Regions from separate parts of the Capsicum annuum genome. Here region 2 is linked to region 1. A link is a contact called in public Hi-C data. All regions are on one chromosome and are shown on one strand. Each heading gives the region's core, a stretch centred on a gene start, on an enhancer-like site or on the middle of the called end of the contact. The rest is flanking DNA. Distances are from core to core; before and after follow the strand shown. Region 1 holds the start of LOC107842952. Region 2 holds the start of LOC107843008 (transcription factor-like protein DPA).

Evidence for each region. A called contact is a pair of places that touch in the nucleus more often than the background predicts.
Region 2: a Hi-C map of placenta shows a contact between it and region 1, with 2.2 times the contacts expected there. The contact joins the promoter of LOC107843008 here to the promoter of LOC107842952 in region 1. A contact is called at or near these places in 2 of 5 Hi-C or Micro-C datasets (leaf and placenta).

The regions. Positions count from the first base shown.
Region 1 is chr9:25,443,015-25,448,303 of UCD10Xv1.1, forward strand. It overlaps LOC107842952, which reads right to left and starts at 1,981. Exons shown (of 1, transcript XM_016687032.2): 1 at 1-1,981. The coding sequence starts at 837.
Region 2 is chr9:25,707,546-25,712,834 of UCD10Xv1.1, forward strand. It overlaps LOC107843008 (transcription factor-like protein DPA), which reads left to right and starts at 2,988. Exons shown (of 9, transcript XM_047396174.1): 1 at 2,988-3,127; 2 at 4,397-4,545; 3 at 4,653-4,720; 4 at 4,826-4,869. The coding sequence starts at 4,412.

The DNA of each region.
Region 1 (5,289 bases), core at 731-3,230:
CAGCTTCTTTGGGTTGGAATGTGGATTACTCTTAATTGGCGGTGGGAGTGGTCTCTCAAGCTCAAATTCAGTGTTGGGGAGATTCCTCCATGAACTGAAATCGCTTGCTTCGTGTGGGATACTGAAGTTGAGTTCCCTACCTGTTAGTTCCATCCATCTTTTGCGCTCCTCTTCATCAAGAACCATGAGACTGGGAGATGGAACGACTTCAATCCCATGAATACACTGAGGATTTGATAGACCCCTGTAGTGCTTCCTCTGCATTCTATGAGATCGAACAAAACCCTTTTCAACACTAAAGGGAAACGGACGCTCCCCTTGACGAGAATGCCCGTTCATGTAACTCCGGAGCTGCATCTTACCCAATGCATTCTCAGGCCTTTCCTTGAAAACCCACATATATAGATTCTCCATGTCATGCTGAACCATAAATACATCAAGCTGGAGATCAGACTTATCAAACCCGGAATATCCATTACTATCCCGTACCATCTTTGCCTTGGATTTCTCATTCAGAACAGGCTTAAAATAAAAGCTAAAGAAAACCCAAGCACCCCAAATACTATCCAACCGTTTCGCACATTTCCTTCCAACCTTAGGTGCACTAAGTGAACTTTCAGTCTCATAAACCTGAGTCCCAAGCCCAACATCAAGAATATCACAATGTTCTGAGTTCCATGGCTGCAGAGGAGGGCTCCGCTCAGCTGATAAAGGCAAATTAATGTCAGGTGGACAAGTTATGACTACTTGTCGATTCATCTCGAGGTCTAATTCATCATGTGAAGAAGATGCACTCGAATCCATGGACAAACGGGTTGAAGGGTGATGATTCTCCATCAACAATACAGTACAGTACCAAATAGTATCTTCTATCTCACAATTCCTTTTCTTGGGGAGACAACAAGGTTTACTAACTCACAAATTCTACCTAGGAATTGAGACAATTGCTAATGACAACTTCAAAACTAACAAACCAAACAACAACTTGACACAAGACTAAATCTTTACAAACACATCAACCATGCTAGTCCTATAACACCAAAACCTATATCTAAACTCAAGATTGGAAAATCAAAAATAAAATTAGAATTTTTTTTGGAGCAAAAGGGAAACCAACAAGATCCACTAGGCCCTAAATTATAATGCAACAAAAGAATGAGATGCTAGGAACAAACTACCAAACTACAATAGAAAAAAAAAAAAGGAAGCAGAAATGTATAAATCCCTATTAATACAGTGATGACAAATTCAACCCAAATCCAAGAACATCAACCCTATAAAGTGCAGAGACTTTTCCAACACAAAGACAACAATATAAAAATTGAATCTTTACCACTAGCTAAGAAAACTATATAGTATAAAAAAAAATCTTTTTATCTTCTTCTTTATTTTTTTTAAATAATAAAAGTGTAAATATAGTGGATTTATAGGAGAAATAGTGACATATTACCAATCAATGAAGCCAAAGCCCAAGAAAAGGACCAAATCTGAAGTGATTTTAGAAGAATACCTTAAAGAAGCAGCAGCAGCAACAAGAAAGAAAGAAGAAGCAAAATTAATTAGCAACCCCATATTTCTCTTACCTTATCTAAGTGAGTCTTTGTTAAGAATTCGTCATACATACGCATATACACACAAAGGGGTAGAGAGAGATAGAGATAGAAAAAGAGAGATGGGGTTTTAGAGAGAGAGAAGGAAAAAAATGGAGGAGGAGGTAGGAAGATGGGGTTGCTATGGTGGGGGGTAGATTTGTTGGTTTCTGGTGAGATAGACACAGAAAAATCAAGAATCATCACCGTTTTCCAAAATCTGTTTTCCTTTTACACCAAACTACTAATTCCTTATTTCGAATTTACTTACCATGTTGGGATCATTCCATACGAAGACAAGTAAATATAGGAATTTTTTTGTTTTGGTTTTCATTCAGTGTCTTGTATTGGAGCTTCGGTTAATTCAGATCACGCTTTGCAGGATCCACTAAAATGACAGTACTCCCAATAGAGTTTTTTGGTGCCCACATTAAAACCCCGACTAATTCGCAGTGCTCCCAACAGAGTTTTCTTCATATTCAAGGTTGAACTTTTGACCTTTGGTTAAGGGTGGAACATCCATTGCACCACAAACCATGTTGGTGATGATATAGGAATTAGTAATGAAGAAATTATAGTGTTTAAATTATTTTTATAAATATTTAATTTATTATATTAAAAATTAAATATATTATATATTATGTTCGATTTAAAACACTATTAAAATCTCCTTTATAATTAATACTCTTAAATTTTTATGGAGTTTTCTATTTCATTAAATCAATCAAGTTAAAAATTAAAATATGAATAAAAATTTATTATTAATTTTCAAGTATGATGTGTCACGATAAAATTTTTTGATAATACGATATAAATAATTGTGTATTTTATATCTTCGTATATTTTCTTTTCGAAGCTCTATTATTTATTCTCAAAAATGATTCTTTCATACCTCACTTAAATTATTTGAGGGTTATCATCGTAATGAATTAATTTAATCACAAAAAGTGAAATTTTAATTAAAAACAAAAGTCGATAGAGTTATTAGATAGTGTTTTATGGGGTGATCCGTTCTAGTTTAAGCAAGTTATGTTAAACTTACTGCTTTGTAACTTTTACTCTTGATAATGAAATAAAAGTCGATAATAACTCCGCCCCTCCTCCCCCTTCCCTCCACCTCTCTTTAAAAAAAAAAGGATAATATCCACGAAAATATCTGAACTTTGACCAAATTTTTAGTTGAGTATACTGAATTTTGCGGGGGTCCTATTACCCCCCTAGACTTTTATTTTTTTGTATTTTAGTGGCATATATCTGCCCACTTGAACCATTGCGTGTAAGTCACGCTCATTTGGCGCGTGAAAGTGTTAAAAAAATGTTATAAACCTTTTTTTTTTGTCAAATAGCCCCTCAATTTTCATTATAAACCTTTATTTTATTTTATTTTCATTAAAATACTCACATAATCATATATATACACACTCTTCCATACACACACTGCCATCGGAAAACACTGATCATACATACACACTGCCATCGAGAAACGAACGCACACACTCACATACCGGAGAACACTACACACACAGTGATACACACTATCAGAGAGAATCAAAAGTGAGGAGAATCGAGAGAGGGAGAGAGAATCAAGAGAGACAGTGAGAAATTGAGAGAAAACAAGAGAGGAAAACAGGTTGGTCCTCAATTTCCCCATCTCATTTCCAATTGAATTTCTTTGACCAATTTGATTTACGATCACCTGAGCACCATCTCCGACCAAATTAACTGAAGTAGTAATCAAAAAATAGCAATTGGATGAATTATGATCATTTTCTGAAGGGGCTTTTGACTTACTAACATTTCCAACATCATTTTCGATTAAAACTTGTTGGAAATTTTGAATCAAAGCCGGCAAATTATCAATTTCCTTTGAATTCGCCAAATTAGAATTTTGAAATTGAAATCAGTAGGAGTTGTAATGATTGGGGATTTTGCCATAGAATTATTCCCTGCATCCCCAGCTATTAATTTGCGTTGAGAATTTGCGATTTCATCGGAACCTTGCAAGTCGCCTGAATTTTGAGCTTTTCCGGCAATAAATTCTAAACTTTGCTTTCTGTAAAAAATGCAAGGACAAAATGTATTAAAAACATGGGTTACAAACCATGTTTACAAACCCAAATATGAATTTATTAAAAATATGAGTTTACAAACAATCGTGAGTGGAGAAGAATGGAGAATTTTAAAATTCTTAATGGAGATACTACTGTTGTGGACCAAAATGGAGAAGAATTAATTTTAAATGGAGAAGAAAATAAATAAAAATTAATTTTAAATAAAAAATACACGTGTCAATGCGAGATTGGCGTGTGTATTGAATTTTCTACTCCAAAACTGAAAATAGCGTTTTGGGGGGGAATTAATTCTACTTTTAAAAAGTCTAGGGGGGTAATAGGACCCCTACAAAGTTCAGTATGCTCAACTGAAAATTCGGTTAAAGTTCAGGTATTTTCGTGAGTATTATCCCCTCCAAAAAAGTTAAACAACTCATATTTTAATTATTGTATCGATTGATATTGAATTTTATTTAGCAACAAACAACTTTTTCTAAATAATAAATTTTTTAAGCTAATTTATTTAAATAAATTTATTAGTATAAATATAAAAAAAAATTCAGAAAAAAAAATGCTTAAAAGAATTTGAGGGATATTTTTGTCATTACATATATTAGTCCCATGATATTAAATCCTATGTATTAAGAATACCACCAAATGAGAGGTATTAGTTATACATCTTATAATGACAATTAGGGTGTATAACTAATATGTATTAATTATACATAGGTCCAAAATCTTACCAAAGATAGTACTAAATAATACCATATGTAATGCATGAACTATTTCTCATAATACACCCTACCAAACGACCCCTTAAATTTGAACTATCCATTTTAAAAAATAATTAATATAGTAACTTTATCATATTATTTATCACATTTTGATTTAGCACACTCATTAAAAAAAATTAATTAATATAATAATTTTATCATGATCTGAAGAATAGGTAATTAATGCTAAGGATAAAACATGAAAAAGATTTATTTTTTCTTGATATATAAAAAATAACAAGTAAAAATAAAAATTAAATTAGAAAAATAGTGACAAGTAAATCCAAACGGAGGGACATATATGTTTCTTCTTCTTCTTCTTCTTCTTATTATAATTTGAGAAAATGGTCAAATGCCTCCCAACCTTTACCTCAAATCCAACCTACACACTTATACTTTGGGGGGAGGGTCCTATGACCCCTAAACTATTTTAAAGTGGAATTATTACCCCCTGAACGCTGACATGGCAAGAGAGTGTGTTTCACTCTATTTAAAGACAGTGAGAACGATTTTTTTTATTAAAAATTTATTTTTAATATTTCTTTACTCTTTTCTTTATTTATTTTTAATTATTATTCTTGTTTATTCATTTTCTCTCTTCTTCTTCTTGAACTCAACAATGACATCTTCAAGAACTCAATAATGACATCCAATCCAAAACTAATTTATCATCTCCTCCGATATAAATCACAGTGAACGACCAAACTACACCAACTACCATTTCATCCAAACTAACAATCACCTCCCTAAAAGCTCCATTCCTCGGAACACTAAGATTATTCAAACTTACTTACTCATTAATCGAATTACCATACCAAGACTCATCGTTCTCATTAAATGAAACATAAACTTGCAACAATGCTCTATACACATTTT
Region 2 (5,289 bases), core at 1,738-4,237, 270 kb after region 1:
ATTATCAGATCCTCATTCAAAAGACAATTCAAGTCAAATGCTGAAAGTAACTTATATTAAGCGTAAGTGCTCCTATTTTGTGTCCCTAAAGGACAAAGTCTACACATGTGTAAAGAATGGTAGACCAATCGATTCCAAATGAAATAATCCTTGGAAAGGCTAAGAAACAAATATTCATAATAAGAAGGCAATGTACTCTTGAAGAGCCCATGACATAACACTTCATGAAACCTTATGAAAGGTTCAGGTCCCTGAAAATAATAAAGTGATGAAATCTTAAAAAGGTTATGTCACATTGTGAACCGATGTAAAATGATATATTATCGATAATATCTTTGATACAATATTGTAAAAGACTACGAGGATCTGAATTCTACGTTTATTTAAGCATGCTGACGTAGAAACATTTATCAAGTGACATGAAATGATGCATTGGTAAGCATAAAACTTATTTGATTTGCAATCTAAACACGAGACGATGTCACACGTGAAATGCTGAATATTGTCACTTGACAAAATTTATATGAAACTTTGTAAGTATTCAAAATGTTTGAAGCATATAAAAGTTTCTGGAAAACTTATTTATAATCCTTATATTGCATTAGTTTATAACTTGAAAATCATTGGAACTCTTGGAGAGTTTTAAAAACAATAGATTACTTGCTGATAAGAGAAATATACCGAATTGAATTGGTTATGAAGTACCATATCTTAGTATAACTGCCGTACTAGTGTATCTTGCAAATACTACAAGATCTGATATAGCCTTTTCATTCAATTCGTTAGTAAGGTATAGTTCTGCTCCTACTGGGAGACATCAAAATGGGATAAAATACATAGGTTTATTTTATTCTAAAGCTTGTAGTTTCGATCTTGTTAGTTATGCTGATGCTGAGTATTTATCTGACTCGCATAATACTTGGTCTCAAACAGGTTATGTGTTTACATGTGTGGATACTGCCATATCTTGGAGATATATAAAGCAGTTTATCGAAACCACCTCATCGAACCATGCTGAGATAATATCTATTCATGAAGCAAGTCGAGAATGTGTATGGTTGAGGTCCATGATACATCTCATTCGAGAAAAATATGATTTGAAGTGTGACAACATAACCATAATTTTATACAGAGATAATGCAGCTTGCAAAACACATCTTAATGGAGGATTCATAAAAGAAAATAGAATGAAACACACTTTATTAAAGTTTTTCTACATACATGAGCTACAAAAGAATGATGATATTAACGTGCAACAGATTCGTTCAAGTGATAATGAGGCTGATTTATTCACCAAGTCTCTTTCAATTGCAACTTTCAAGAAGACGGTGCACAAGATCGGGATGCAAAATTTCAAGGATATTTTTGTTAGGGGGAGTTAATACGCATTGTACTCTTTTTTCCTTACAAAATTTTGTCCCACTGAGTTTTCCTTGTAAGGTTTTTAATGAAGCAGCCAAAATACATATTATTTGAGATGTGTACTCTTTTTTCTTTAGTAGATATTTTTTCCTTGGTTTTTTTTCTAGTAAGGTTTTAACGAGGCACATTATCTATCAAGTAGACATTCAAGGGGAAGTGTTATAAATGTATTTACATTATAGTGAATGTTTATCAAGATCTAGTTGATATCTATCGGGATTTGAAGATCTATAAAGATCTAGTTGATATTTCTCAGGATTTGAAGTATCTGTCTTTTAATGAGAAACTAGGAGTAAATTTTTCCTATAAATAGAAAGATTTTATTCATTGTAAATCAACCCTCAAGAATCCCTCAAGATAAATAAGAATTACTCTCTATTTTCTCTCTATTATTCTTCTTCTTTGCTTTATATTTCATAACAATTATCACATTGATATTTTACTCTTATTTTTTAATTAGTAACTTAATTTTATTAGTTTTCTTATTTTTTCATACACATATTTTTAGATAAAATATTGTGAGAAGTGATATGAAAAAAATATTAAACTAAATTATTGTCTAAGAGATAGAGGGGCGTTTGAAAGTACCACTAAAAGTGTTTGAGCTTGAAAAAATAGTGAAAAAAAATGAGATGAAAATGGGTAGGAAGATGATAAAATTAATTAAAAAAGGGATTAAAATAAGGCTGTCATGCGTCAAAACGCGAGTGTAGAATACTCACTTTGCTATGTCAGCGAAAGGTATCAAATGACACAGTTTGTAGTTGGTTTAGGTGCTTAAAATGAACAATGTCTACTTTAAGTGTCAAAGTAAAAGATGATGTCAAATTAAGAGTCTGTGTATATTTGGTGATAAATTATCTATTGATTTTATATATTGAACATCTCAAAATAGAAAAATAAACAAATAAAAATGAACGAAAGAAGTAGTAACAACTTAAATTTAAAATTCTTATTGAAATGATTTAATCACACAAATATTTATAAATTATTTTAGGAGGAAAGGATAGAAACGGCACTTCAAATTAAACTATTTCCATGAAAATGTCCATGAAATTTAAATTCCACTTTCTAGCCATTTCAATTTACTAGCTTGTTCTATACCGTTTCTACACACCTTATATACAGTTTCCATATATATCTTATACATATAAATATTTTATACGAAAATTATACAGTTTTGATACACAACTTATACAATAAATGTACATTTTTTTTACACGTTTTATACAACAATTATAGAATTTTCATACACTTTCTATATATTTTTCATATATACTCTATACATATACATATTTGATAGAACTATACAATTTCTATACATATATCTTATATACATACATATTCTATTTAACAATTATATTGTTTTATACAATTTAATTATTATTTCTAAAAAATTTATATAAAAAAAAATTAAAACATTTTTAAAAGGACTAATTACCCAAGTTAAATACTGTATCAGTATCGTATATAAACCGTATCAATACTATACATAAACTGTATATGAATTACATAAATTAAAATAACTCAAATAAAAAAATATTATAAAACGGAAATAGTATATTCACTTCCATCTAATGGGACGGAGGGAGTAGTATATATAGCATACAGAATAGCGGGAACACACGCCTTTGACTTTAAGGTTCGTCATAGTCAAAGATCTCTTCTTGTTGATCCTTGTCTTCGTGGACACTCAAACTTTCAGGTTCGTCAACCCCCCCCCCCCCCCCCCCCCCCCCCCTTTTTTTTTTTTTTTTCTGAACAACGTTTTGTGCCAAAATTAAAATTTGGGTAGTGTAATTAATTTGAAGATTGGATAAATTATTCTAGTTTTTTTTCTTGAGATTGAGATTCAGTTGTGAAAATTGTTACTACTATTATTTTAATTGCTTTATAATGCATATAGGGTTAACAAAAGAGAACCTTATTAAATTCAATTGTTGATTTATTCCCATTTATCCTAGCCTTGTTGGACAGAGTCGAGGTGCATGCAAACTGGTCTAGACACCACAATTATTAAAAAAAAAAAAAGAATTCAATTATTTGTTGTTAGTAATTTCTGTAGTTGTTGATTACTGTAGAATTTTATGATGCAGTAACTGTTTCATAAGTTTGTTAATCTTACTGTTTGATTGAAATGATGACATTGAACTTGTCATTTTCTTAATAAAACTTAAGGGGTTGTTTGGTTCATGGGGTAAGGTGGGATATTTCAAGATTAAGTTTGAGATTAAATTTATATCAAACAAAGGTATAACTAATCCCAGGATAAATTTATACCTCAAATTTGGTGTTATTTTGTCCCATATAAGAGGTGGGATAAATTAGTTCCAGGATTATAATCCAGGATAATGCTGTCCGTGAATCAAACGATCCCTAAAAGTTTACGAGATCATGGTCTCATATACGGTTCTCAGCGTATCTCAATAAAGTATATGGTTGGTTCGAAGAATGTATCAAGATTCAAGCAATAACGGATGATATAAGTAGTATATACGTTCCTCCTCATGTCAATATATTTTATTGGTCAGGCCTTAGGGGGGGAGTTACATGCTTACTTGCTCTTTTAGTACAAGTTGCTACTGGGTTTGCTATGACTTTTAACTATCATATGATCATTACTGAGGCTCTTGCTTCGTATTTTCTTGTTTACAATTGCATTGAATTGTACTAAGGAGTTATTCTGGTTGACCGATGAAAGCATCAGTCAATCAACCGTGCATCAAACCCAAAAGAGTTGGGGTCAATTATGTTTATCTTTTGTATTCTCATGACCGAGTATGTGGATTAAATTGGTGTACTTTCTTTTTAACCCCTCCTGGGAACCCCCATTTTTTTTGCTCCATTGGTGACTCGAACCCACAAGCTTAGAGTTAGAGGTGGAGAGTGCTTACCATCTGTGCAACCCTCTCTTGTCTAAATTGTTGTACTAACTCGGGGGCGCCACATTTTATTCCTTTTTTTTGGTCTCAAGGTAATTTGCTTGTAAATGATGGATGTCAAAACCTCTGCAAGCACTTTTGAAGGATTCAATCAGAGATGTTCCAAGGGCAAGAGTTCATTCCGAGCTACAACGGGTTGTGATGACAAATTTTTGCATGTTAAGCAGCATGCTCAAACTAGGTGATTTAATTAACTGATGCTTTTTTACTCTCTTTTATATCTCTGTATGGTTATGAAGTCCTATAAAAGGTTCTAACTCCTATATATCTTCTGAAATTGAAAAAAAGTGACACGGCAAAGCTGAAGAAAGGCTCAAAAATTGTCGAAGGAGGTCTAAGACAATACAGTATAATGGGTCGGTGATACTCCAAGGAATGCTTAACATTATGCCCTTTTTGGGTAATTCCTTTTGTTCTGGATAATGATTTCAATTTTTCATTTTTAACTTGTCAATTTGCAGTTTGTAAGAAGGTGGAAGATAAGGGGCGAATCACATACGGTGAGGTAATTTTGATCCTATATTCTCCTAGACTGGATGACCTATATACTGGAAAAATAGTCTCACAGAGATAGAACTAGTAGATATCTATCTTATGCATCATAAGTAGCACCTTTCTCAAACTTCACAGCAGTTCTCTCTTAACTTATTAAATAATAATTAACTCCGAGTATCTCTATTCTGCCGCATATTGGCTACAGCCTTATAAAGGACACACTGATTGCTTGTATTATTGAACTTCAATATATTGCTCGTTCAGTAAAATGTTGCAATATTGAGCATTATTCTTCATTCTTAAGAGGAAGTCCATATGAAAGATTGCATTTTGGTAGAGAAATGGTGGTACTAAATCTTAAAGTAAATTAGTGACACTTGTCCGGAAACAGCCTCTTTACCCCCACGAGGTAGGGGTAACTGTAAGATCT